Regions from separate parts of the Mus musculus genome. Here all the other regions are linked to region 3. The links are chromatin contacts, called in public HiChIP or PLAC-seq and promoter capture Hi-C maps. All regions are on one chromosome and are shown on one strand. The core of a region is the stretch at or near the end of the contact, and the rest is flanking DNA. Distances in the headings are between cores, read along the strand shown. Region 1 overlaps Dennd1a (DENN/MADD domain containing 1A). Region 2 holds the start of Strbp (spermatid perinuclear RNA binding protein). Region 3 holds the start of Nek6 (NIMA (never in mitosis gene a)-related expressed kinase 6). Region 4 overlaps Dennd1a (DENN/MADD domain containing 1A). Region 5 overlaps Crb2 (crumbs family member 2). Region 6 overlaps Dennd1a (DENN/MADD domain containing 1A).

The links. Promoter capture Hi-C pulls out the DNA fragments that hold promoters and counts their contacts. HiChIP or PLAC-seq counts read pairs in DNA pulled down with a chosen protein or histone mark.
Region 1: an H3K4me3 HiChIP or PLAC-seq map of embryonic basal ganglia shows a contact between it and region 3, with 5 times the contacts expected there. The contact joins the enhancer-like site here to the promoter of Nek6 in region 3. A contact is called at or near these places in 2 of 39 promoter capture datasets (cranial neural crest and hippocampal neurons), 4 of 484 Hi-C or Micro-C datasets (the HPC-7 cell line, cerebellar granule neurons, cerebellum and 1 more) and 6 of 115 datasets of contacts at active chromatin or transcription factors (the NIH/3T3 cell line, embryonic basal ganglia, embryonic forebrain and 3 more).
Region 2: a promoter capture Hi-C map of second pharyngeal arch cranial neural crest shows a contact between it and region 3. The contact joins the promoter of Strbp here to the promoter of Nek6 in region 3. A contact is called at or near these places in 4 of 39 promoter capture datasets (cranial neural crest, maxillary cranial neural crest, pre-B cells and 1 more) and 1 of 115 datasets of contacts at active chromatin or transcription factors (astrocytes).
Region 4: an H3K4me3 HiChIP or PLAC-seq map of embryonic limb bud shows a contact between it and region 3, with 5 times the contacts expected there. The contact joins the enhancer-like site here to the promoter of Nek6 in region 3. A contact is called at or near these places in 1 of 39 promoter capture datasets (cranial neural crest) and 6 of 115 datasets of contacts at active chromatin or transcription factors (cardiomyocytes, embryonic basal ganglia, embryonic limb bud and 3 more).
Region 5: a contact with region 3 is called in a FOXA1 HiChIP or PLAC-seq map of pancreatic cancer cells. The contact joins the enhancer-like site here to the promoter of Nek6 in region 3. A contact is called at or near these places in 1 of 39 promoter capture datasets (hippocampal neurons) and 5 of 115 datasets of contacts at active chromatin or transcription factors (astrocytes, bone marrow-derived macrophages, embryonic forebrain and 2 more).
Region 6: a contact with region 3 is called in an H3K4me3 HiChIP or PLAC-seq map of embryonic forebrain, with 7 times the contacts expected there. The contact joins the enhancer-like site here to the promoter of Nek6 in region 3. A contact is called at or near these places in 1 of 39 promoter capture datasets (cranial neural crest), 1 of 15 datasets of contacts at CTCF or cohesin (large pre-B cells), 1 of 484 Hi-C or Micro-C datasets (cortical neurons) and 7 of 115 datasets of contacts at active chromatin or transcription factors (the NIH/3T3 cell line, astrocytes, bone marrow-derived macrophages and 4 more).

Annotation. Positions count from the first base shown.
Region 1 is chr2:37,929,456-37,934,101 of GRCm38.p6, forward strand. All of the region lies in intron 13 of Dennd1a (DENN/MADD domain containing 1A), which reads right to left. Among named protein-coding and RNA genes, the nearest start is that of Crb2, 160 kb to the left of the region's middle. Within about 2 kb of position 1,761, at least 60 of the 459 cell types and tissues checked have an H3K27ac peak or open chromatin away from gene starts, as enhancers often do. A contact at or near this core is called in embryonic basal ganglia, where this site is marked.
Region 2 is chr2:37,700,708-37,705,017 of GRCm38.p6, forward strand. Strbp (spermatid perinuclear RNA binding protein) reads right to left here and starts at 2,638. Exons shown (of 18, transcript NM_001379315.1): 1 at 2,485-2,638.
Region 3 is chr2:38,510,288-38,514,713 of GRCm38.p6, forward strand. It overlaps Nek6 (NIMA (never in mitosis gene a)-related expressed kinase 6), which reads left to right and starts at 1,410. Exons shown (of 10, transcript NM_021606.3): 1 at 1,410-1,506.
Region 4 is chr2:37,840,328-37,844,701 of GRCm38.p6, forward strand. All of the region lies in intron 19 of Dennd1a (DENN/MADD domain containing 1A), which reads right to left. Among named protein-coding and RNA genes, the nearest start is that of Crb2, 66 kb to the left of the region's middle. Within about 2 kb of position 2,009, at least 85 of the 459 cell types and tissues checked have an H3K27ac peak or open chromatin away from gene starts, as enhancers often do. A contact at or near this core is called in embryonic basal ganglia, embryonic limb bud and forebrain, where this site is marked.
Region 5 is chr2:37,781,555-37,785,911 of GRCm38.p6, forward strand. Crb2 (crumbs family member 2) reads left to right here. Exons shown (of 13, transcript NM_001163566.1): 2 at 1,646-1,969. Among named protein-coding and RNA genes, the nearest start is that of Crb2, 7.5 kb to the left of the region's middle. Within about 2 kb of position 3,092, at least 32 of the 459 cell types and tissues checked have an H3K27ac peak or open chromatin away from gene starts, as enhancers often do. A contact at or near this core is called in pancreatic cancer cells, where this site is marked.
Region 6 is chr2:37,816,060-37,820,415 of GRCm38.p6, forward strand. It overlaps Dennd1a (DENN/MADD domain containing 1A), which reads right to left. Exons shown (of 23, transcript NM_001362973.1): 20 at 857-945. Among named protein-coding and RNA genes, the nearest start is that of Crb2, 42 kb to the left of the region's middle. Within about 2 kb of position 2,977, at least 24 of the 459 cell types and tissues checked have an H3K27ac peak or open chromatin away from gene starts, as enhancers often do. A contact at or near this core is called in cortical neurons, embryonic basal ganglia and embryonic forebrain, where this site is marked.

The DNA.
Region 1 (4,646 bases), core at 511-3,010, 580 kb before region 3:
CAACAAAGCTTGTATTTTCCACAATTGAAATAGTCTAAAGACAGACTTCAGGTCCATTCTAGGCTTCCCCATTCAAATGATATATATAGAGTCACAGGGCCTGTGCTTGGTCACAGGTACTCATTCCAGTCTTGTTTCCCTGTTCCTCATCTGTGCTGAGTGTAGTGTCTTAAGGCTGCTCAAGTCCTTCTGGGTTCAAGATGGAAACATGGGCAATTAGTCACTACCCTATCCGAGTTCTAGGAATCCTTTATACACCACACCCCATCATGTGGGCTTCGGTGTGCCCCACTCAGCTTCTCTCATATGAGTGAGCTGAAAATGGCCTTTCCCCACAGTGGAACAAATAGGCCCCTAGAGTCAGGCTCCTGCACACACCTGAATTTCTTTTACCCAGAAAGCTTAGGAGTAAGAGCATCTCAAAGTTTTATTAACTGAAATGTTGGTAGATTATTACCTAAAATATTGAAAGGTAAGAACAACTTAACAGCCCAGCAGGGGAGTATGGCCAGGGCAACAATGGCTGTGGCTTACTCAGTGACATACAGTGTAAAATGTATAAGATGCCACATTCAGTGTGGGACAAACAGACTTTATTCGTTAATCTGTTGAGCTCTGGATACCCTTTGTATCATGGGAAACAAGCAGATGCAATGCATTCATAAATTGCATATACACATACACACACAAACACGTTTGGTGGAGTTGTGGTGATGCCTTAATTTCTTTATTTACGAGTATTTCTTATTTTTCATCTCTCCAAAAGTAAACATAAACACAGGTTTCTCTCTGCCAGCTCAGGAGATGGGCAATGTTACTTAAGCAGAATTCTGAAACCTGTGGTACAGTTCTGACCTGGTACAACACAGTCTGGTGCATTCATGCTTGAAAACCAAGCTATCAATCTGCCTTTATCTTAACTTCTATGCCTTTGAGGGGTTTTAGGTGGATAAATATGACTCAGCAAAAACCATGTATAAAATCAAGGGATATAAGGTGAACGACATGAGTGTTCTTTATCAGCATCTAGAATGGACTGACTGAGATGGATGCTGAGTGTTCATACAGCTTGTTTATAGCATTCACTCCAGCACTAAGGGCAGGGTCTAGGCTCCTGTCACCACAGGGAAGGCTGGCCAGTGGGTTGGCCCTGAGAGAGCCACACTGGCTAACTAAATAAGAGTACCCGTAATGTTTCACCAAGCCGTGTTTCCACAGCCAATACACAGAACAGGCCACTTCCCTAGGTACCAAGCAAATGTGCTCTTTGAGTAGACATTTCCAGGACCCATATGGCCAGATACAGGAGATGTATCCTCATATGCACTGCCTCAAGGTGACTCCATGTAGAGGAGGAGTTAAGAGACTGCATAGAAGGATCAAATGAAAGCTTAAACTATCTTCAAGAGTTCGTCAAAACAGGCCAGTGCATTTCAAAGGGGGTGGATCAGTCTTGCTCAGATTTCCTGATGATATCATTTTGAACAAAGGAGCAAGGTAGAATATTCTTTTTAAAAAGCATGCCTTCTCCCTAGGAGAGAAAAGGGGACTCAAGGCAAACTCAAGAATCACACTACTATCCACATCCTGTGAAAGTTGTATTCTTCTACCAAGCAGATAATGGATCCTTGGCCTAGCAATTAAAATCATTTGTCTTTTATCCCCTTCTTGCCAAAAAGGACCCCAGCCCTAACTAGTTAATCCCCAACACACACTGCTGCTCCCAGAGTTGCCTGGCAACTACCAGGAGGCGTGTCAGAGAGCAAGAAAGGCCTAAATAAATGAGCTGGAGCCTGTGCTGTGCTTGACATGGATAAAGAGGTTCTCCGAATGGGGCTTCCTGGCTGCTTGTGGTTCTGTCATTTAAGTGGGAAGAACAAGTTGGCTTGGGCAACACTGTTAAATGCCCTAGGCTTTGCCACTGATTTTTTCCAGGTAACTGAAAAGTGGGTCACATACCCCTGTGATTTGCAGACACCTCCTCTCTTCCAGGAAAAAGCTATTTCCAGAGACTCCAGACAGGATAAGGAGCAATGCATGCACACGGAACACAGGCCTGGGGCTAACCTGTGCCTCCCGCACTCCCCTATCCATTCTCTGTCCATTAGTCCAAAATACACTGGCTAACACCTACACTCTGTGCCATGGCCTGCCTAGGATGAAACTTGTGAGAACTAGAAGACAGGCAGGAGAGTGCAGTGGGAGGAACCTTGTCTTGGAGTCTCCTCCTGGCTCTCCTACATTCTGGGAAGTCATTGCCAAGTAGAGCCTCTGCCCCATCTGTAAATGGACAAGACAAAGGTCAGGTAAACAGGAAAGATCGTGGCTGGGAAGCCACTTGAAGGTGAACTATGACTGATTTGTGGGAGCCACTGAGGAGGGGTAGACAGTTATTCCTCACTTTCACTTTCTGACTACAGGAAGTCCCTTTGAAACATCTGGCCCTGAAAAGACCCACCTAGACCAGGCTAGGCTCAGTATAGAGAAGCCTCAGCAAGATGGCCCTTCCCTTTCCTTTGGACACGGGTAAAACAAAGCTCAAAGGCACTCTGAATGTTTCCAGTAAGGGAAAAACATAAGCAAAACAAAATAAACAAATAAAAAACCTACAAAGGCTCTCAAGTGAGCTCTAAGTCATAGGCAGGACCCTTTTAGGCCAGGCTTCTACATAGGCAGGCAAGGATCAACTGGCCCTACAGGAGCTGCATCCCAAATACTTCTGGCTGGAAAGGAATCCTAGCAAGAACAGGAGACAAGCTGCTGTCCAAGGGCTGGCAGGCAGGCCCTGGACTAGGCTTATCCAAGTTTCACTACAATCCTGCAAGGATCAGGCTCCACATGGAAAGAAACTGAGGCTCAGAGGTCTGAAGGAGTCCTAAGTCACAGCTGCCAAGGAGCAGAGCAGACAGCAGCAGCTCATGCTTTCAGAGCAATGCAAGTGGTTACTCTGAGGTCACCAGTTTCCTACCACAGCACAGCACTAGTCTGGGTGGGAAGATACCATAGCCATTTGGACAGCAACACAGCACAAGTAGTAATGGCAAGTGTGGCAGAGGGTTGGGCAGTGACTTCCAGGTTGCTCAGGGCCCTCCTTTCTGCAGGCGCTCTCTGCTCTCAGTCTCTCTGCAACTGCTCTGCACATGGCCACCCATTTCTTCCTCCCCTCAGCACCAAAGCTTGAAATGTTCTTGGATCCTGAGTGTTGATTCTGAGTGTTGAATAGAGCTGGCCCTGCCCCTCAACTGGGCACTGTGGGAGAGCTGGTCCTACCTCTCATGGGCTACAGCACTCGGAAGAGTGAGCCCCACACCTTGCCTGGGCAGCACAGTAGAGCTGGCCCTGGTAGATGGTGCAGTGAGCTGTACCTGGAAAGCATGGGAGCAGGAGAGCAGGCCCTAGTGGTATGGGTGCAGGAGCGCTGGCAGGCTGACCAATTCAGCTACCACCCAGGCCCAGATCTACCCCAACATCTACTCCATCTATGAAGTGCTGGAGCTGGTGAAGGGGTCAGTCCTACAGAACCAAAGCTGAAGGATGTCCATGACACAGGGCATTAACTAAGAGGCGTCTCAGTAAGGATCCAGTATTGACAGTGTGGCAGAAGTCAGAGACCTCAAACCAGACCAATGGCTCATTGCAAAGATCATTTGCAAGCAAAGAAGTGTTGGTAAAAGGGTATATACTGTGAGATACATAGCAGCTTCCACTGCAAGATGTTGTTTTGGTTTTTTGTTTTTGTTTTTTTCTTTAGATAGGGAGGTTGCAAGGGCAAAGGGCAGATATGGAGGAATGGAGGGATGAATGAAATTGGGGTACTGATGTGAAATTAACAAAGGATCAATAAAAAAGTTAAAAATATTCCAATAGAAAGAACTAAAAAAGAAAAAAAGAAAAATCATTCAAACTACATATGAAGATAGAAAAAGCTGTTCTTATTAGTGTGGCTTAAAATTGGGGGATGTTAACAACAGCCAATAAGACCAGCATCAGGATAATGAGTGGGCTTTGGCCCTTATTTTAAATCAGAGGTACTAGATAAAACCCTGTCAGTGGGCTTATATATTCACCCTCTGGAAGCCTCCCAGGTAACTGTGGTCCACAACCAGGCTGTCCTCAATGACATTTGATAAGAGATTTTATATGATGTTAAAGTGCTTACTCAGACTAACGGCAAAAACAGACTCGTAAGTGGGATGCTGAGTTGCTTTGTCAAGGATAGCTCAACTGCCTAACAGAAGAAAACAACAAAACTAAACTAAAACCCAAGACCCAAGCAATATGAACCAAAAGCAAATCAAAGACAAAAAATAGGGTGGAGGCCTGCTGACACCACTTCAACTCTAGATGATGGGACCAGGGTGCTTCTTATTTCTGTTTCTTTAAACATTTTAACCAAGATCGAGTGCGATTTTATTTTATTCTCTTAGTGCAATGGATAGATCTCAAAGCCTTGTGTGTATATCATGCAGGCTACACTGAGCTAAATCCCCAAAATACAGTCTGCCTGCCTGCCTGTCTGTCTGTCTGTCTGTCTGTCTCATTATGAGTGTATGTGGGTGTGTCTATGTGCTTGAATATTGTGGCTCATTGAGGCTAGAAGAAGGTATCAATTCTTCTGGTGCTGGACTTACAGGTTGTTATGAGTC
Region 2 (4,310 bases), core at 1,388-3,887, 810 kb before region 3:
TTGATGTTACTGGCCTCTGGGACCTGCTTTCAGGAAGCTTCACAAAGACATCTACTATGCACCTACTGCAATTCCATTTCCTTTACCTTTTGGGTGTATTCTTCACAATGTATAGCCACATGTCTACTCAGTCAACAGAGCTAAGTGAATACACACCACATACTGCCCAATTTGAAAGTAGGTGGTCAGCTCTTCCTTATTCCTTTCCCATTCACTTGCTGTAAAACTAAAAGTGGGGCTCATCACCTCTTTGATCCTAAAAAAATTAACTTTAAAATATTATATGCAGGGAGGAGGGGAGGGGGGAGGGGAGGGGGGACTTTTGGGATAGCATTGGAAATGTAAATGAAGAAAATAACTAATTAAAAAAAATTTTAAAAAAAGATATTGTATGCAATTGAAAGTCCTTTATTCTCTGTTAATCAGTCTAGGATCCACATCCTGTGTCCACTGTCCCAAATTTCTAGTTCCTCTAAGCCTGAAAATAATCCTCCCTAGTTTTCTCCTCCCATTGGACATCTGCACTCTACCCTTTATTATCTCTCAGTGACTTAATTTTGGACCCTTTACTGTCTTTTGGGTTTGTTGTTGTTGCTTGTTTGCTTGTCTTTGTTTTGTTTTTCAAGACAGTGTTTCTCTGTGTGGCCCTGGCTCTCCTATAACTGACTAGGCTGGCCTCTAACTCAGAGCTCTACCTGCCTCTGCCTCTCAAGCACTGAGATTAAAGGCAACCACCTTTAATGTCTTAACACTGTAAAACTCCAATCTTTCCTCACACTTCCACACCTTGAATCTTCCAAAATCTTAATTAAGTAACCTACTTCTGAACCCTCTCTGACAGTCATTTCCTGCTTTAAACATGAGCATCCTACTTCCCTCAGCACACCAACTCCATACAACTGTCCTTCTAGCTACAGCCATAAACCCATAAACACCTCTCCTTTCCTTCAGTATAAGTACTATTCCTTTACATTTTCTACTACAAAATACCCTTTCTTCTGTCCCCTGCCTACTCCTTTCATTTCCTCTACATCCTACTACTGATTTCCCTTCAAACATACCCCCTACATCCTACTACTGATTTCCCTTCAAACATACCCCCGCTTCCATCTTCCTCCTCATTCCCAACTTCTCTCCACACCTCCTGCCCTGGGAATATTTCCATTTACACACACACACACCTTACCTACCACTCCCATATTTCCTCTCCCTCCCTTCTGCTCACCACCCCACTCTCCATCCTGCCACACACCCCATCCCTTTCCAGGGTGCTCCCAACCTCAAGGTTTCCTCTTCTGCTGGTGCCCACTAGAATTTCTCACACAAACACCCTCCGCTTCACTCACTTCTGCTGCCCTTTTACTGCTACACACACCTCCTGCCTTGACATCTCTCTCCACCCAACCTAAAACCTCCACATAACCTCCTTATCCCCATTTCTCTCCCAAAGCCCTCAAACTCAGTACCTGTGTAAACCACTCCTCCTCCCACTTGCTCTATCCTCCTCTACCCTGAATACAGAACCAAGCCATTTTCCCCAAGCCTGTCAACCCCTTCCTGTCTCCTTCCATACTTCCCAGCCAGATACTCACTAGGGAACTCCTGACGTCCTGGGCGCACACACACAGACAGACATCTCCTGCCTGAATACCCTCAATTTCAACCGCCACCATTTGAGAGAACCCCCTCCTCTGACACTCCTTCCCTCCATCTTTTGGGGCTCAGCCTGCTCGCCACACTCCCAGCTACGGACCCCTCCTCCGCCATTTCCCTTCAGGCGTCCGGTGGCCTTCCCGCTGCCTGCCCCATTCTCTGCCCCTCACAAGCAGCGCTAACCAGGGCATCTGCTCCTTCCATTTCTGCCTAGAGGTGCCCATCTTGTCCCTCCCTCCACCACCTCACTTGCCCCTGCCCGCCCCAAATCCCCCTACACACCCATCCGAATCCCCAAACGGAACGTCCTCCTTCCCTCTCGAGCCCGACCTAGGCCCCCATGGGTCCCCCAGGCGTGCCCTTGAGGCCCTGGTCACCGTGGGGCCGGGTCCCTCAACGCTCCCTTACACCCAAATCTGCCCACACCCTGTGCCCGCCCCCCGAGCCTCTCCCCAGCTCTTGCCCGCAACGTCCTCCAGCACCTGCCCCGAGTCCGGAACCCTCCCACCTCCCCAGAGCTGGCGCCCCGCACGCTGCCCACGCCCTCGGGAGGTTCAGGGCCGGGACCCGCGACCCCGACCCCGAAAGCAAGCAAGGCGACCCGCAGTCCTGACGCGGACCGGCCGGGTACCGCGGCGGCGACCACAAAGCTCAAGCCGCGGGGCTGGGATTGCGCCGCGCTCCTCGCCTCAGCAGCCGCCGCCGCTGCTAAGGACGCACAACAAACAATGCGGGGCCCGGGCAGCCTCCGCCAACTGCCTCAACCGCCGCCTCAACCGCCGCCCGCCCGGGACGGCCCGCCGCGCAGGCGCCGGCCCCGCCGCAGCCTACCCGCGCCGCCGCGCTCCGCCCGCGTCCGCTCCCCGCTCCCGCTCCGCCGCCGCCGCCACCTCGTCCGCCCGCGTCTCCGGCTCCTCAGCACAGCGGCGGCGGCTGCGGCGGCTGCTGCCTTGGTGGCGCTCGCGGATCCGAGCTCGGCTTCGGCAGCGACCGCGGCGGCGGCGGCAAGCACGTGACGCCGCCGAGCACGCCCATTGGCCGATCCAGGGGGCGGGGCCCGCGGCTGCTGGGGAACGGAAAGCCCGCCCCATCGCCCTCCGCGCGCCCCCTGCACGCGCGCTCTGCCGCACCTGAGAGCTCCGGCCAGCGCCCGCCGCCGCCGCGCCGCGCTGTCGCCTGCGTCAACTGCGCACCTGGGAGCGCGCAGGGCGCTCAGGCCCGCGGCCGCCGCCTGCACCTGCGAGACCGCTTACGTAAACTGCGTCCCGCCCACCTCGCGGCGCCTAGCCCGGGCCGCAAACCGTACCTGAGCCCCGCTGTGCCTGCGGCGGTAAGCGTTGCTGGGCGGAGGCCAACTGCTGAAAAGAGCTAAGCGCGCATTAACTTCGTAACTGCAGGTTCTGAGAGCTGCTCCCGGCCGCAATGAGAGCCGGCTTCCCCAGGTTCTGCGTCCCGGTGCGGGATGCTTCTCCAGCTCCAGCCTCGGCCTTTACGCTAACGGAGTAAGCGCCGCAATGCCTCCCGGGTGGAGGAGGGGCAGGCAGTACCTTGGCTGAGTAAGAGACTCCGATCCCTCCTTGATTCGCTCCCCCTCCCACTTGCCGGTTGTGTGACCTTGGCCAAGTTACCGAACCGCTCGAGCTTCAGTTTCCACTTCACAAAAACTAAAACTGTAATTCCTATTTAAGAGCCGTTGAGCAGATGGCATAAAACAATAGATATGAATTTTCCTGGCACATAGCAAGCACTGAACAAAAATCAAAATCTCCTCTCCCTACTCCACCCTTAATGGCCCGGGAAATCCTTTCCCTCCTTATTTCCCTCCTTAGGTCTGGAGTAGTCTAGCTAAACACCTACCCACTTTGTTCCAACGGTGGTACTGGGAAAGAAATAAAAGGTTCAAGTTTTATTTTACAGCTCTACGTTGGCATCTTCTTAGTGCCTAGCATTCTCCCAGGGGGTTCAGCCCATGCTTAGTGTGTGTTGCATGCTCCACACTCGGCAGGGTGCTAGAATGCACTGAAGAATAAGTCAAGGTCCTTAGCCTAAAGCAAACCTAGCAAAGAACCCCACTTAATTTGAGCAGACAGTAGGGGACTGACCTCCCACACTCCCCCTGGTAGGTCCCCTTCTCATCTTGCTCCTGTACCAGACTCAAATATTAACAGCTCTGGACTGGAAATGATTCTCAATAATACTTGCCTGACATGGACAAAGTCCAGGGTTGCATCCACAGCACTACCAAAATATATGACCTCAGTACTTCATTCACAGAATATGTTAATACTTAGAGTTAAAAAGCTTTGAGTATGGCCTTCAACTTCAGGACATACACACTTCCCATTGCCCCTCCTTGACACTTCATTAACAACAAAGCTGTCCTTTCCTAGCTATCCCCAGGTCTGTAACATATCCCTGAAGTCTATGCTAAGCCCCAGATCACTATGTCTGATTGGCACCTCATTCTAGCCTTCTGGAAACCTGGTTGTTCTATCAGTTTAGAACATACTCCATCTGGAGCCCCTTGACTGCCCTGAGACACAGGTCCAGACTCTTCCTGCTTGTGCATCACCAGTTCAACAATGCCTTGTTATGTCACCAAGCTGTAGTTTAGCTCAGTCTCTTCCCTGGATTGTAAGCATCTTGAGGAAAGGTTC
Region 3 (4,426 bases), core at 160-2,659:
CATCTGCTTCCAGTTCAACCACTCACCACCTGGGGGACTTTGCTCACAGGCCTCATTAAAGCCATCTAAGAAATGGGCACATGGGTGGCATGATGCCACCCTCACAATGGCTGAACATCATGAGGCAGGCAGGGGGAGTAATATAGGTTGTGGGCCTGATTACTGTGGACTCAAGTAGACTAGTTAACTGAATACTCAGCAGGTTGCTATCCCGTGCCCAGACATGTACAGCAGATTAATGGACAGATGGCAGGTGCTTGGGCACACAGACAGTCTAGAACACTCAGAAGCAGCAATACCTGTCCCAGCTACGAGCATCCCTTCCTGAGGGGAAGTGGGAGTCACCTTAATTGCTCCCCAGAGAAGCTTGGACATCCTAGTGGGGTTGTTAAGTATGCATAGATGAAGGCAGTTGTTGTTGTTGTTGTTTTGTTTTTTGTTTTTAACATACAACACTTGGTGTGAATTTGGAAGACATGGGGAGGTTAAAGACAATTTGCTGGAGTTCTTTTGTTCCATTGTGTGGGTCTGGAGGATCAAACTCAGGTCATTCCCCCCACCTCCACCCCCACCCCCACCCCCAGGCTCCTGGGTATTTGGCTGGCCCACTTACTCCTAAAAACCTTCTGCACACTGATGCTTGGCTGGCCTGGAGTTCCCAGGAAGGCAGTATCCCCAGGAGATACTGGCACTTTGAGGGCAGGGACTTGGATTTATCCTAGGTGCCTACTTCTGGAACTGTACTGGGCACTATTTGTACACTGTACTATTGTACACACTGATATATATATATATATATATATATATATATATATACATATATACATATATACATATATACATATATATATATATATATATATATATATATATATATATATATATATATATATATATATATATAATATGAATGACAACATCTCATGTAGCCCAGGCTGGCTTGGAATTTGCTATATAGCCAAGAATGAATGAATTTCAGACATTTTTGCCTCAGCCTTCCTAATTCAGAGATTACAGGTGCCCAATTTCCCTAGTGCTGAGATTAGGAAAGCATGCTATCAACTGAACTTCACCTCCTGCTGCACTCTGTGAATGGGTCAATTTCGGTCCTGCGAGGGCTGTGAGAGGAGCAATGTCAGCTGATGAGGAATCCATGGGTGTGGGGAAGGGTCCACGAATTGGTTACCCAGCGAATCTGCATCTTATAAAGTCTAGAGCCCGCGCAGAGGGGTTCAGTGCCCAGGGTTTGGAGTCTGAGGCTCAGTCTTCCAACCTGAGTTGGACGATCAGGCACCCAGGCTGGGAGCGCGCCCCCGGCGCCCCCTAGCCTGCGTGGCGGCCGCGCGCACGGGCGCAGGGGGCGGCGCGGCCCCGCGGCGGGGAGGGGCGGGCGCGCGGGCGCGCGCAGAAGCGGCGGCTGAACCAAGCGGACTAGCTGCGGCCGCAGCGCCGCCAACTCGCGTGTGACCCGCGCTCCGCCCGCCGCCGAGAGAGCCGCCAGCGCCGGTGAGTGGCCTGGGACCAGCGAGGGGCGCGGGCCAGGGCGTGGGACTGTCACCCGAGGCGTTGTGGGCGCGCGCGCGTGCCCGGGGAGTCGGCGGGGACGCCCGCAGGAGGCCGAGGTGTCCGCGGCGGGCTCCATCCGCCCAGCTGCGCGGGAGTGCGTGCGTGTGCACATCAGGGGCCCGGGCTGTGAGTTTGGGGTGGACCAGTGCGGGTGGACGGGCTCGGCTTCGGTTTATCCGTTTATCGAGTGTTTACCGTGGATGCCAAGGAGTACGTGTGCCCACGTGTCTGAACGTTCCCGAGTGAGTGTGTGCACACGTGCACGGGCAAAAGTGTACAAATTCCATACGAGAGTGTGTTTAGGATCCAGACTGTGCACTCCACACTGCAGGCCGGTGTGTGTGTGATGTGCCGGCTGACCCTGTCCAGAGAGGGTGCTGGGCCGGATTCTGTGAGTCCGCAGATCCCCAGGTTCTGACTTTGGTTGGAAGCCTCTTAGCCCGGCCTTGGCAGAACTCTGCATGGCCACGCAGGCTGAGGAGGGGGCTGCGCTGAACTTGAATTGAGGTTTTCTAAATATGTCTTAGTTCCCTGGCTTTGTTCGTGGCTGTCTCTAGCTAGGCCAGATTTGGACTCTGTTCCCCATACCTAGGGGTTAGGCCCTAGGGAGACCCAGGGCCCCAGATACTTGTCCTCTCTGCCTGCTCCTCTAAGTTAATCATATTTCCCTGATTTAACCGAGCCCCAGAGGGCCATAACAAATGGGTGACAGCATGCTTGGGACACATCCTCTAAGGGCTGTCCGTGAAGTTTTGATTGACAGTTTGTGCATGTGTGTTTGAAAGTTTTAACTGCGTTAGAGCAAACTTTAGAAAGTTTATGTACAAAGTTTCACTCCACTTGCAAAATGCAGGGTGACTTTTTGAGGGGAAAATGTCCTCACAGGAGCCTGGTGTGTGTAAAAGGGCATGTTAAAAACCCTATTGCTAATGGGAGAAGAATTTCATTGAATGGGTGCCTGACTCCCAACAGGAGAAACTTAACCAGTGAACTTTGGACATCGTCGTCCAGAAGACAAAACCTGGAAGGAAACAAAAAAAGACCCATGTTCATTTTTTTTTTCCTCTTTGTCCCGAAAACTGGAGAAGAAAAAATATCCCCACCTTCTGGACGTGTTGAAACTGTTCCCCTCCCCCACCGGGGCCAGGCTCTCCCTGGATCCCCCACCCCCAAATAAAATATGCCTGTGGGGAGCGGAGGAGTGAGTCACTCTCTGGCAGAGGGCCCCACGGCAAACATTTGGGAAGGTTCTTGCTTAACTTCCCAGAAGAAAAGGCCCGGGATTTAAAATGGTCCCTGTGGTTGTGAGCCTCCGAGCCCCGTCTGCTTCAGAGATGACTACAAAAGTCATTTGCTGTCTTTTAAAAAGCCCAAGTCTCAGACTTAAGCATTGTCCAGGATTTAGAGCTGTTTAGGTTTCCAGAAATGGAGATGCTGGCTTTCCCAGGTGGCATATGGTGTGGGAAAGGAAGAGGGTAAGCAGCTGAATCGTTTACAGAGTACCTACTGTGTGCTGAGAGGTTCTTGGGGTCCTTAACTCTCCTGGATTCCACTCTGTTTTTGGGTTTGTGACCAAGGCATCTGACTCATAGAGAAATCAAACCTGTGTCCCAGGCCACCAGGGAAAGGGTAGTAGCCGAAGTCTGAGCCACCTGCCTGCCTTCTAGGCCTTCCTCCTTCATTGGGCCCAGGACTTGACATTTGACTTCCTAAGCTGTACAGCCTGGGCACTGAGGACTTGAACATTCCTGTCCTCATTAGGGCTCACCATAAGTCAGAGGTTATTGTCTCTATTATACGAGGAAACAGACACTAGCAGAGATGAACTGGCTGGCATAGTTTGGGAAGGTAGCACCACGACCCCGGTCCCCCATGATTAAGGATGCACCCTGTGCTGGGCTTGGTGCACAAAGTTTGAAGTTATTTTTCCTTTTCCCCACCAACACTGTTAGATGAGCACTGTTACAGTGTCCATTCTGTAGATGAAAAAACTGGGACACAGAGAGGCTATAGAATAGCGGTAGACCCAGAATTTGAACCCAGACTTGTCTGGACAGAGTCTATAGTCTCCCCATGAACTTGTAAAGTCCAGGTAAGTTGATAGATGGCAAAGTCAGGATTTAAATTCGTAGCTCTGATTCTAGGACGGGCTGGCTACCTTTATTGTGTTTTGTTCTTCTGGCCTGTTGTAAAGCCCAGCGATTTATGACAGGCCATGTTTTGCAGACCAGCCTGTTTCTAGAATTTGGGGCTAGGTCTTCCCAAAGACTGCTGAGCCACCAGAGTGAAGGTACTTTCCAAGTGCCAAGGATGGTCAAACCACTGTCAAAAGTAGAATAATACAATATTTCTCTCCTCTTTTCAGGTTGGACCAAGGAGGGAGGTGAGGGTGGAGGACTTGGTGAATCATTCAAGATTAGATATGGGTTACAACCAGGTGTGGTGGCTCACGCCCATAATTGTGGCTGAGGCAGGAGGATTGCTTTGAGTTCTGGGCCAGCCTGGATTTACATAGCAATTACCACATGTCCCAGGATTACACACCAAGATCCCATTTAAATAAATAAATTGATTAAATAAACACATAGATATAGGTTGGAGACAAAGCTGGACATGGCCCCAGGAAGAGCCCAGCCCCTGACCTTGTAGGGAGATGGAGAGTGATCTCAGATCCTTACTCTCCGTTCTGAATCTCTGACACAATCACTTCTGCAAAGACTCCTTGTCACCTGTCATTCAGAACTGGGTCCACCAGTTCACTTCCTCATTTACTTCCGTTTCTGGTGTTTCAGAAGAGGACTGTGTGTAAGTAAGGACCTGCGTGGTTGGGGCTCTGCCTGCCCAGCACTAACAGGAAAAG
Region 4 (4,374 bases), core at 759-3,258, 670 kb before region 3:
TAGATGCAGAGAACAGCTTCTATAGAAGGTGCCACCTCTAATGACTTCTGCCAAGGGAGAAGGGTCATAGCATGATGTTATTCCTATGGGTGCTCCCACTCTGTTGGGGAGGACCCTGCTTCTTCACCCCTTCTAAAGCCAGGGACAGGAAGGAAATCCCTCTCCCCATCTCAGAAGAGTGAAACATAGGATCTGAATCTCTAGCCTGTGTTCTGTCTTTTTACCTCTACCTGGGGGGTCTGGGAAGGGAGTGGACATGCCCTGTCCTCCCTTCTATAGATCCCTCTTAGGAGGTGTTTTGGAGCAGCTGTGCCACTGTTTACTGATCCTGTGAGGAGTAACTCAGTCCTTCCAATTCAGAAGCAACGACTTAGCAACCATTTGGCCTTAGGACTTGTGAAGTATTCTCCTTTTACTTGTTATTTCTTTTGAGTCAGCATCCTATGTAGCCCAGGCTGGACTTGAACTCTGCCTTCCTACCTCCATACCCCCTCAAGTGCTAGGATTACAGGGGTGTTACATTCTGCCTAGCTTTAGTCTTTATTTAAAAGGTTTGCATTTTAGGGGCTGGCGAGATGGTTCTGTGGGTAGGGGTGCTTGCTGCCCACCCTAACAACTTATTTGATCTACAGGTTCACATGGTGGCGACAACTAATATCTGCAAGTTGTCCTCTGATTCTGACACACACACTCACTCTCTCTCTCTCTCTCTCTCTCTCCTTCCCCCTCCCCCCTCTCTTCTCTTCCCCTCTTCATTTGTCGGCCTGTCTCCATCATGTCTTACAAGGATGGAGACAGGGCCCTTACTTATCTTACAGTGTGTGGATGAAACAGTGTGTATGCAAATAGGGGCCCAGTCCCAGCCTTGAGGAGAGCATCGGGTAAGAAACTATTTTTTTCTCCCTGACAGTGGCTTCTCTTGGCACTGAGGACTTTGTAGAGGGCCTTTTGCTGTCGCCCTGTAGGATGTGTCCACCGGGACTGTCCTGCCTAGGCACCAGCACCAGGGCTGTAATGTAGAAGGATTAATGTCACTATTACAACAGTCCTGGTTTTCACAGGCCAGAGAAGTGAACTTTTGTTAGTTTTATTTTGTTTCATCTTATTACTTACTTTTGAGTCACAATGTTATATGTATCCCAGACTGGCTTCAAGCTTGTGTTGTTCCTGCCTTAGCTTCCCAAGGCCTAAGATTATAGACTTGTATTACTAAACCAACTCTAGCTAAGAAAGTGGACTTGAGGAATGTAAGACCAGAGTGGGAATGTTGAGGGTTATGACTGGGGTTTGAGTCAGACTGCTTGGAGTCTTCATACATCTGAGCAGGTCCCTTCAGGTCTTTCAGCTTTTGATCCATAAAATAAGGTCATGGTCCCTGCCTTCATATAAGATATTGTGAGGCCTGTTCCTCCAGCCCCAAGGAGAGGATTTACATACTAGGGTTATATGTGTAGCACTGGTGAATCGTAAGTGAACATTAAATGTTATTATGGATTAGAAAAAAACTGGATTAGTATGCTAAATCTGTGACTTTAGAGACACTGTAAGATGAAGCTACAGTTTGGATGCATATCAGGTTCAAATGGTTTAGAGAACAATGCCAAGTAAGGAAAACACAGAAAAATGTACATTTTTAAACTGTTAGAACTCTTAAAACTCAGACTGCCCAGAAAGACTGTACTCCTTCGATCAATGACTCATCAGAGAAGGTCCCAGGGAAGGACTGAAGGACAATCCAAGGGGCAAGTCTGGAAAGAATTAAAAAAAAAAAAGGGGGGGGGTGCTGGTGGTTTCTCTATCCCCCTCCTCCCTGCTAATCTGTCACCTAATAAGAAGGGGCCTGGCTCAAGTGAGCTGGCTGGCGGTTCACTTGCAGCAAACTGATTAAGAATGTTCAACCAACAGCAGACTGTAGACCTTTCCAGAGAAAATAAATAGAGTGTAGACTGTATGCAAATGTGTTTGTCACTTTGACAGCACGTCTCAATTAAGGCATCTCGCGGCTGTGGGTAGGCTCTGTGGCTGCAGCTGGAAGGGAGAGCCTGCTGCACGGCTGATACTAGGGGCTTGACCTTAATCCGTATGCATGCATTAAAAAAAATTCCTGCCTTCCTGTACACTTGCATAATGCTGGCAGCCACGTGAGGGAAGTGACAAATGGGGGTGGGGGGTGGGGGAAAGCCACTTTCATCCTCCCCAGTTTGCAGACCTGTGAAGGCACAGACAGCTCTTATTTCAACAGAGTTTGGGGTGGCTTTTTAATTGTTTATCCCCCACCCGTGTGAGCACACACACTCTTATTCTGCATTTAGCTGGGAATGACATTAAAGCATCTCTCTATTTCTTGCTGAAATGGAAAGAAGGTCTCTCTATTTCAAATAGGGCCTCCTTTTTTGTGTGTTTTGAAAATGGAATGTTTAACACCATGAATTCCCTCCCCCCTCTGCCTCCTCTTTCTCTGTAATGGGCTCCCAACTCCAGTGAGGGTTCCTTTCATGGGCAGGTTCGCATGTGCAGGAATGAGGACAAAGGAAAGCAGGAAGCTGACTCTGGAATGCCATGCTGGTGACAGCCAGGGCTGTGCTTTCAGCACACATGGCCAGGAACTAGGATGAGGATTGCTCCAACAAGGGCCCAAGCCCCAGAGGAGAGAGGCAGGTCCTCGGGGTGCAGACACTGGTGCGCTTTGAAGAGAACGGCAGTTAGTCAGCACTTCTGCTTTACAGGATGTGCCAGGTTCTATGACATTCCTTTAAGTATAAAATTAGAAGAGGTGCAGCTTTCCCCAATTGATGAGGTTTGGACGTTTACTGGAAAAGACTGACTAGAAGAGAATGATTTCATTCGTCAGTTATGTTCTGCAAAAAGAACCCACAGCGGCTGTTTTGCTAGTTCCTTTTCCTCTTATGTTTTTATTTATTTTTGTTTGTGTAAACATATACTTATGTATGTGGGGGCTGTGTGTGCCTAGGCCCAAATGTGGAAGTCAGAGGACAAATTGGGAGAGGTGCTTTTCTCATTTTATGATGCAGTAGCTGGAGACTGAGCTTAGATTGTCAGGTTTGGCCGTGCTGAGCCATCTGAAGGGGCTGGTTCACTTTATTTTTAAGTAGTTCAATGCCTGATACATAATGGCACCTGATAAATGTCTCAAAATAAGAAATGTTTTAAATGAAGGATTCTAGGTCCTTTTTGAGGTAAAATAGCAATCCTATTAACAGTAAATAGAAGTCATACAGACAGGTCCCCTGCACATATGTAGCAGACAGGTAGCTTGGTTTCATGCTGGTCCTCCAATAACTGGAGGGATTCTGTACCCGGGGTGGGGGGGAGGGGGGAAGAGACCTCTCCTTTCTCAGAGATGAAGGAGGTGGGGAGGGATGGGGGAGGAGTCATGTGAGGGGTGGACTGGGAGGAGAGGAGGGCTGTGATTGGGATGTAAAGTGAATAAATAAATAGGGGAAAATAAAATAAAAATAAACATAGAAAGTAGAATCTAAAAAAGAAAAACTCATACAGACTAGCTTTATCATACTTCATTTAAGGAATGGCTAAGGAATCAGATGATTTAAGCTCAATAGTACAACATAGCTTGCTGAACAAGCACTAGACCCTTGGTTAGAGCCCTAGTACCAGAAAAACAAATGACGACTACAACAAGGAACCTTGCAAATTCTTGTTACAACCATACCTAATGGAGCCATGTTTCAGATACCAAATCAAACCAAAAGCACCAAACCTCATACACTATACACACATTTATGTTTGATAAATTTGACTAGTTGATTAAGACAGGTAGGGAAGGCTACATAATCCTTTTACTTGAGAAAATATAACCATAGGTAGGAAATGGATGAAAATTTCAATTTCTGTAAAGAGTACAATGTATTAATTAAGAGGAAAGAAATAAAATCAAATGAATAGACAATTTTTTAAGCACTTGGGTCCTTGAAAGCAGTTGGTTAAAGAGTTGGATCTCTAGAACCAATACAAGGGTGTTTACTCAGAGAAATGCAACCCCCAATATTGATTTTCAGGGAGTACATTAATAAAGAACGCCTAATTGACTTTTTTTTTTTTAAAAAGCCTTTGCTTGTTGCTTTTTAGTTGAAAGTGCAAAGAGGGGCTTGGGATGCCAAAGTGTTCTAATGAGATGCTTAGCTAACAGACACCTTAAATGCAGTGCCTTAGGAGTGGGTGGAGAGCGGGTACACTTAATGACTCCATCTAACAGTGGAGTTAGTGATGTCCAATGCCATGTTGTTCCCATCCAGAGTTTTGAAAATTTACCTTCAAAATATGTTTATGTCAAACACTTGAGGGTGTGAAGAGCATGGAGCTGCTTTGCTGAAGAGCTGGGTGCAAACCCGTGAC
Region 5 (4,357 bases), core at 1,842-4,341, 730 kb before region 3:
TGGAATGTGGATGACGCCTGAGAGGCTGCCAACCTTATCTGGAGGGGAGGGGGTCTTCATGGTCTGGGGGAAGGGAAGGTGCAGGGCCTGATGCTGCTCACTCTCAGGTCTGGTTAGTGTCTGCATGACAACTTGGGGGGAGGGTAGGTCCTGGGACTCCAGGTGGTGGGTAGAAGGGCTCCTCTCCCTCACATTTGTGTCTGGCACCTGAGGCTTTCAATCCTTCTTTTACCAAAAGGAAGAGGGTGTTTGGTAGAGGCCTCCCACCCAAGGTCTCTGAGCTGGGTTTGGACTCAGGCCTAATAGTGACAAGGTTTTCAAACTGGGATGGCAGGAAGGAACAAGACTCACTGGATTTGTCTTCTAGTCAACCCCGGGTGCTCCAAGTGTGTAGACCCTGGTCAGGTATGTAGGTTCAAGTCACTATACCTGCTTTGCTTCAGGTATTTGCTTGTGGGGGATGGTGTGAGTGTAGGGATCCTCTGGAAGTCCTCAGGCAAGCTGGCAAGAAGGAGGGACCAGGATGGGTTTAGGAGTGAGAGAGGCTGAGCCAGGTCCTGCCTTTGAAGTCGCCCATTCTTTTCCCGGGGCTGAGATCAGAGTCTCAGGTTTCAGTGAGGGATGGAGTTACCAGACCCCCAGCGGGGGGTTGAGGGGGATGGAAGCTACCCCCTCCTTAGATCCTCCACCCCACTTCAGGCTGCTGAGGGGACACAGGCCTGTAGAATGGAAAGGCCTGGCGAGCAGCGGGAACAACCTGGCATTGCCGGCTATTCCTTGTTAATTTATCCTGTGATGTCAGCACGTCTTTACTTCCTTGAGCCTCTATTGCTTGTCTGTAAAGAGAATATAGGACAGTCCAAGCCTCCTAAGGGTACTGCAGGAGGGTTACCAGAGAGCTTGGGCAGTATTTGTTAGGAAATACTGTCACAGGGGAACCACTCACTCAGTCCACTATCTCTGCTCTATAGATACAACAACAACAACAACAACAACAACAACAAAAATGTCCTCAAGGGCTCAGGTTGTAGCCCAGTCCAGAAAATGGTTGCCTTTCACCAAGGAAACCCTGGGCTTGATTCTCCAGTACTCCATAGGCTTGGATTGGTAGGGTATGCCTATAATCCTGACACTTGGGAGCTGAAGCAGGAGGATCACAAGTTTAAGGTCATCCTTGGATATATAACAAGTATATCTTGATCCAAGATCAGCTTGGACTATAAGATAGTCCTCAAAAATAAGCACAAAAATAAGTAAATAAATCCTCCTCGGGCTGGCAAGATGGCTCAGCGGGTAAGAGCACTGACTGCTCTTCCAAAGGTTCTGAGTTTGAATCCCAGCAACCACGTGGTGGCTCACAACCAACCACCCGTAATGAGATCTTGAGATCTGATGCCCTCTTCTGGTGTGTCTGAAGTCAGCTACAGTGTACTTATGTATAATAATAATTTAAAAAATCTTAAAAAAAAAAACATCTCCGTTTCAGGTGTAGATATCTTCATTAGTAATCAGCTTGCAGATGCCCTTGGTGTGCACACAGGTTCTTGAACATGGACAGACCTGTGTTAGACTTGTGGCTATCAGTAGGGGAAGAGTGTATCCTGCAGACCCTGCCCATATTGCCAAGTTGCTTTCTGTTTTACAGGGCTGGTTCCTCCAGAGACTCCAAGTGTCTGTGCCTCAGACCCATGTGCTCCAGGGACCAAGTGCCAGGCTACAGAAAGTGGTGGCTATACCTGTGAGCCCTCAGAGCTTGGAGGCTGTGCTACTCAGCCATGCCACCACGGGGCACTGTGTGTGCCCCAGGGCCCAGATCCTAACAGCTTCCGTTGCTACTGTGTGCCTGGATTCCAGGGACCCCACTGTGAACTGGACATCGATGAGTGTGCGTCCCGGCCTTGCCAGCATGGGGGCACCTGCCAAAATCTGGCAGATCACTACGAGTGCCACTGTCCCCTGGGATATGCAGGTACTGGTCACCTTGGAGGACTGGACCACGGATGGGCAAGGGGCCCATCGGTCAAGTCCCGGAATGCTCCAGCTGGCTGGCAGCTTTGTTAACCACTCTTGGGTTGGCTGCACAGCTGACATTTCTTGGGTTAATCTGGCAGGTGGGATCAGTACTTGTATGTTTGTGTGTTAATGTGGGGCCCCGCACATAGCAATTACTTGACAAATATTGCTTTTTGTCCCTGCCACAGAACTGAGTGTGGTCCCCACTGGAGATGGGGAATGAGCCTCATGCATCCCTTGCAGGGCACACCTGCCTGGTTTGGCTTTCTGGAGGATGCCCAGAGGGTTATCTCTAGCATTCCTTCAGTCTAGACATGTGTCAAGCTGCCGTGTATTCCCTGTATGGCTCACCTGATGGGCCCTGGCAAGGCTCAGGATGTAATTTGGACCTCAGTCCTCTGGGCATCCTGAATTCTAGCCCACTGGGATTCTTTCCTGTTTGTGATGGGGAATGAGTCCCTCGCCATCCTTGTTCCCAAGAGAGGAATGATGTAGACACACATGCTCAGAAGCACGACCGGCATGGACACACATGTCTCTCTCTTCCAGGGGACACCTCACCCCGGTCACTTCCTACTCCTACATCTGCTTTCTAGAGCTGCCTCATGTCAGGAGGGAGGGGACAGCTGGGGACAGATCTTCAAAGGATGTTTAATTTAGTGCAGTCTGGAATCTGCAGTATAGACACTGGGATCTCCACCAACCCTGAATTCAGGCATTGCTCTCAAACCGTGAGGCAGTTTCAAGTTCCCTCTGAGCAAATGATACAGACTGGGGGGCAAGTTCAGGAAGGACATGGAGGGATGAGATGGCACCGTGGGATGAGAGTTGGTTAAGACACCGGTCTCTGCATCTTTGCCCTCTTGGTATCTGAATATCTGTGCAGGTGAGACTTCTTGTCCCAGCCATTTGCATATATATGGTTGCTCTAAGGGTGCTCTGAGTCCTTGCTTGTGTCATAATCGGTGTATGCTTCTGTGGGAATTGTCTGTGTGTCTGTCAGCAGGCAAGTGAGCACTGTCTATGCAGCAGTCCTCCGAATGTGATGTGAGCAGGCAGCTTTGCGTGACTCATTTCCCTCCTGCTCCCAGCAGGGTGGGGGAGTTGGGATTCCAGGCCGCCTGGGCCTGGCTCTCCCTGGCACAGAGGATAGGAGTGGGGCAGGAGGGTCATGGGAAGGAGGAGTCCTGGGGCTGGCTGGACAGGGAAGTAGGGAGGGCTCCAGCTGGGGTCAGCTGGCTCCTGAGCCCCCATGACAAAACCTACTTAGGTGGCAGGGGAAAGGCTGTGGACGCCTACACTGACAGGACCTGCCTCATAAATCCCCACACCTGGAGATTCTCCATCTCCCTCTGTCTCTACCCCTATCCAGGGGAGGGCCAACATGTACTCTGGGTTTCCCCAGAGGCATGGGAATTCCTAGGTAGAACCAGAAACTTCCAGTTTTAAAAAAATTATTATTATTATTATTATTATTATTATTATTATTATATGTAAGTACACTGTAGCTGTCTTCAGACACTCCAGAAGAGGGCATCAGATTTTGTTACGGATGGTTGTGAGCCACCATGTGGCTGCTGGGATTTGAACTCAGGACCTTTGGAAGAGCAGTCGGTGCTTTTATCCGCTGAGCCATCTCTCCAGCCCCCTGAACTTCCAGTTTTAAAGTCAAGACAGCATAGGGATTGGTGACCCTACTCCAGTGTGTCCTGTCCAGAGTGGCCCTCTTCTGTGGGGTTCCTTCCTCACATCCTTCTCCAAGCTACCAGTGATCTTCTGAACCGCACTGCTGAGCTCCTAGGTTGGTTGCCCTTTTCATTGCTGTGGTTAAATACTTAACAAGAAGTAAGTAAAGCAAGGACGGGTATACTTGTGGGGATGTTGTCCGTCATAAGGAAGAGTCACCTGGTCACATTGTGTCCTCTGAGGCTGGCGCTCTGACTGCTGTCTTCCTTTTGTTTGTTTGTTTTTCCCCCTGCTTGTATTCAATCCAGGACCTCAGTCCTGGGGATGGTGCTCCCCAGACTCAGGGTGGATCCTCTTTCTTCAGTCGAACCCCCCTGTAAACTCCCTTACAGATATAGCCAGAGGTCTCTCCTCTGGAGGGTTCCAAATCTGGTCAAGGTGGCTGACCATAAAGATCCACTATTATTATCCCTACCAACAGCTTAATTTTAAAAAAATATTTAATTATGTCATGTGTATGCGGGTACTAGAAGAGGCACCCGGGTGAGAGGATTCTAGAAATGCTATCTGAACATCTTCACGAAAGCTAAACCAAGCAGGTCTGCTCTTAGGGTAGGTGTGAACTGCTTAAAGCGGGTGCTGGGAACGGAGCTCTGGT
Region 6 (4,356 bases), core at 1,727-4,226, 690 kb before region 3:
GGAAGGCTGGATCTATAAAGCAGAGGATTATGGGAGAAATGAAGTACACTGAGGTAGGCCATAGCCTGACATTTTGGAATCATTTCTATTTTGGCACCACTTCTTTGCAAAGAGAGGCATTCTTCCCTTTCACACAAAGAATAGTTTTTCCCCCTCAGTCCTCAAACCACCCTAGGCCAAGATGGATCTGTGATATCTACAGTATTTCTAAAGATATCCAAGGAAGCTGGTGAATAGCTGAGCCTAGGGCTATGCATACCAGGACAAGGGGAAATAGTGTTTCTCTCTCCAGGTTGGAACTGTCTACAGCTTGCAGGTTCCATCTCCCATCTATCTAACAGCCACTCAAGATGTTACTGAAGCTGGCTCTAGGCTGGGTCACAGGGTGTCCAGAGGTCCTCTAGGTCAGGGGGAAGTTTGAAGGAAAGGCCTAATAGCACAGGTGCTATGGCTGAGGAGAGAGCAATGGTGAGGATGCTTTCTGATAAGCTCAAGCCGTGGAGACTGAAGAGCAGTAAGCCTACAATGGGGCTTGGCCTTGCAGGAACGCTTCTTTGACAAGGCAGCTTACTCTCACCTGTGGACTCTTCAGTGTTAAGAGGCCTGGGGCTTCCTTTGGAATGTGGCTGACTGCCTTTGAGCTGCACCACTCAAAGCACAGCCCAGGTTCCTGATGTGACAACAGAGGCTCAGACTCTGACACCAATGACCAAGTTCCCTGTCTGGCCTTATTTAACACCTGCTCAGCATTTCAAAGGAGCCTCCAAGAGGAAGGCTGGGGCTACATGCTTGGTCACCACAAAGCTCTGGCTCATTGGGTTCCTGGGGAGAGATGAGAGGGAGCAATAGTACTCACTGCTCAGGGCTTGAGACAGATGTCCTCCTGCCTTCCACAGTGATGTTGCTCTTGGGTCTCCTGACGACATGTGGACGAGGAGGCCGTACCTAAGGATGAACATGGGGAAATCCCCAAGAAGGAGTGAGTTAAAAAGGCCCCACAGGTCCACTGTGAACATTTGGGTAAACAGCCCCAGAGGGCTTGGTTACAGGTTCTCCAGGCCTGGGCTACCATGGTCTCCTGGTTATTACGTAAACACCACCACTTAACATACAGCATATGGATATATATGCTCTCTGGAATTTAAGCCAGAAAGGCTCTCCTCATCTGCAGACCCAGTGGCCTCTCAGAGAGCTGACTGAGGTGTGAACAACATGGGAGGCAGAACAGCAACACCCTATTTATGGAATTCAGTGTGTGGAACAAAGAGGTTCCACTCACATTTGTTTGGGGGACTCACACTCAAAATACTTTTTTACAGCTGAATTACAGGATACTTATTTTCCTCTCTAAAGGGAAGGAGGGAGCAACTGACAACTCCACAGAGTGCCCAGCTAAGCCAACTTGCTTCTCAGGGTACCGTATGCCCTGTCTTCCAGTAGGGCTAAAGTGGATGCTGCACAAAGCACAGCTTACGGTGGCAGTGGGCACACGAGGGCAGCAGGCAGCTTCCTACACTCACCTCTTACTACACTGTGGGTAGATGGGTTATTCTGAGCTGCCACAATAGTGAAGCCACAGAGGAAAGGATGCCCACTTCCTTGTCCCATCAGAGCCCGTGATAGATGTTAGGCTGTGAATTTCTGGGTACTCTTAGAATGAGTCTCATTTGGTCTAATCAGTATTATGTGACTTTGTGTATGGTACCATCACCTCTGACCACTTCTAATGTCACAGAGATTGGGAAGAGAGCTGAGAATGTCTCTCTGTGGCTCCTGCTGTTCATGCAGATGAGCCAGCATTGCAGCAGGTATAGGGAGCATGCATTCTCTGCAGCTGCAATGAGACACTGGCTGACAGACGAGAAAGACAGTGCCCACACTCCATTACAACAACCCTTCTTCAGAACAACCCTCCCGCCCCCCAGCAACTGGTGGGCGACACAAAACAATGGCTTAGGAACAAGATTACAGAGGCTGGCTGCATACAAGACCAATCTCGATAGAGTCTCATGGAACCCTCAGGTCTGCGCACGTCTGACCAAACCAAAGATTTTCCTGTGGAGCGGCCAGTCTGAGCTCAGACGTCTTTGGCAAATCAGAGATGTGGTAAAGGCCAAGAACATTCCACAAAACATGCTGTCTTCTTCCACGGAGCTATTGTTAAGACTTAACCACAGGGTGTGGGTAACACACTGGTGTGGACATTGCACAGAGTGTGAGCTCCAGAAATGCTTGCCTGCTTCTTTGTGATCGAGATGCCCCCTTTTATCAATAGCAAAAGGAAGGAGGGGAGGTGCCTGTAAGAAGATAGATTGCAGATAGTCTTAATCCTTTTAGCATCCTGTGAGGTGCCTGGTACATAGTGGAACTTCAGCAAGATTTGTAGACAGGCCAATGTTACTGTCTGGAATCTAACAGCAGTAAATACTGCTGTGGTTGTCATTGTTATTAGAAAGGTGCCTGCCACTCAACAGACATTTGGTCAACATTTGCCGAATAAATACATGGCTATATCTGTCCCCACTCTCATATGGAAGTGGTTTCCCCAGCAAGGCTTCTTGGATCCCTGAGACTCTGCCTACAAAGGAAGAGAATGCAGCTGGGTGGAAGAGCTCTCCTGCCCTTGCCAGGGACCTGGGGACTGAGTTCAGGAAGGTCAGACATTATGGCCTGTCAGCTTGTCCCACACAGGGCTGCTCCTTACTACAATGAAGACAGGTTAAGAATGTGAACTTGCCACTGAAATGGGGGGATTAAGTTTGTGGCAACTTCAACTGAACTTGCAACGTGGTGAAACATGGGGAAAAAGAACAACAGAGCTAATTAGACGAGCTGAGCTGTCAGAGTGCTGCTGAATGGCTCAGCGCCAACAAACAAAAGGAATGGGTTGGCAATCAGCAGGATCGATGGAGGAGACTGCTTCATTAGGGATGATAAAACAGACAGAGGAGGGAGAGGAGGGAGGGGTGAGGGAGGGTGGGAAAGACACAACGGACCAGAGACAGTCACCCCTGTGGTTACAGACCCACCCAGAGTCACACATTCCTCACTGGTGTAGGATTATCATTATAGACAAACACCCAAATGCACCAGGGCTCAGAGACTGCAGTGTATATACAGTCTTACAAACAGATATCCACAAAGGCAGGCATTAAGAGGTAATGGTGCATTCTCTCTCTCTCTCTCTCTCTCTCTCTCTCTCTCTCTCTCACACACACACACACACACACACACACACACACACACACACACACCCCATGCAGTGGCAGGCTACAACCAGGCCTAGACACACAGACAACTGGTTTAATCAAAGACAATGCAGATAAACCCCTGTGTATTTCAGCAGTACCATCCTTCTTCTGGGGTGCTTAGCAAGGGTGAAGCCTGGGTGGAGGGGAAAACCACTCTCATACACAACAGGGGCTGGCCCACCACTGCTAAGATCTCAGCAGCACCAGGGGAGAGAATGCTAAACAGGGCTTTCCAGATCTGTTTGGGGGGACTAGAGAGGAAAGTTGGGAAGCCAGCCAATTCCCCACCGGATTCAAAACCTGAGAAATCTAAGTCGGCAGGGTTAAGTGTGTATTGAATACAAAAGCACCAAGTACATTTGATTTTAATGGTGAGCAAGAAATAATAAATAGCTGATAAAGTGCTTCACATGTGGCCCACAGCAGCCTGCCTCTCCCTTCTCCCTGGTGGCTCCAGACACTGCCCTTCATCCAGGAGACACCAGCATGATTTTCTTTTGCTCTTTCTTTCTCCTTATTAAGAAGACCCCTCAGACCCTCTGGTCATAGCCAAGCTCCAGCCACAGGTGCTGGGCTACACAATCCCTCCTGTCAAGGCTGAGTGCCTACCATCCCATGGCTTTTCCACCCAGGCCAGCAGCTGTTGTACTCAGCCATGTTTATAGCCAGTGACCTGGCAAATCCTGACATAGAATCATGTCAGGCTGTCCTCTCTGTGACCCTTAAGAGTTCCATGATCCAGGTCTCTCGAGTTTCTTTCCATCCAGTGTGGGCTGGTGTCTATGAATGCATCCAGAATACATAATAGTCCCTGTGGCCTGGGAACCCTGGGTCCCGTACAACATATCTTCTAGCCTCCTAGTCTGTCTCTCAGTGGGTATGCTTGCAGAAGAGGGGAAGCCCAAGAACACGGCCAGTGAATTACCTCTTGCCCTGGCTAGGGGCAGAGGCAGACACTACCCAGTCTTCTTTTGGGACAACATTGCTTCCTCAAGTTCTCAGGTGCTTGGGCACCCTACAGTTTACCCAATTCCCACAATAATGAGACTACAGTACACAAGAGCTGTCTCTAGTACTTGAGCTACCATGCCTTGAATCACATTGA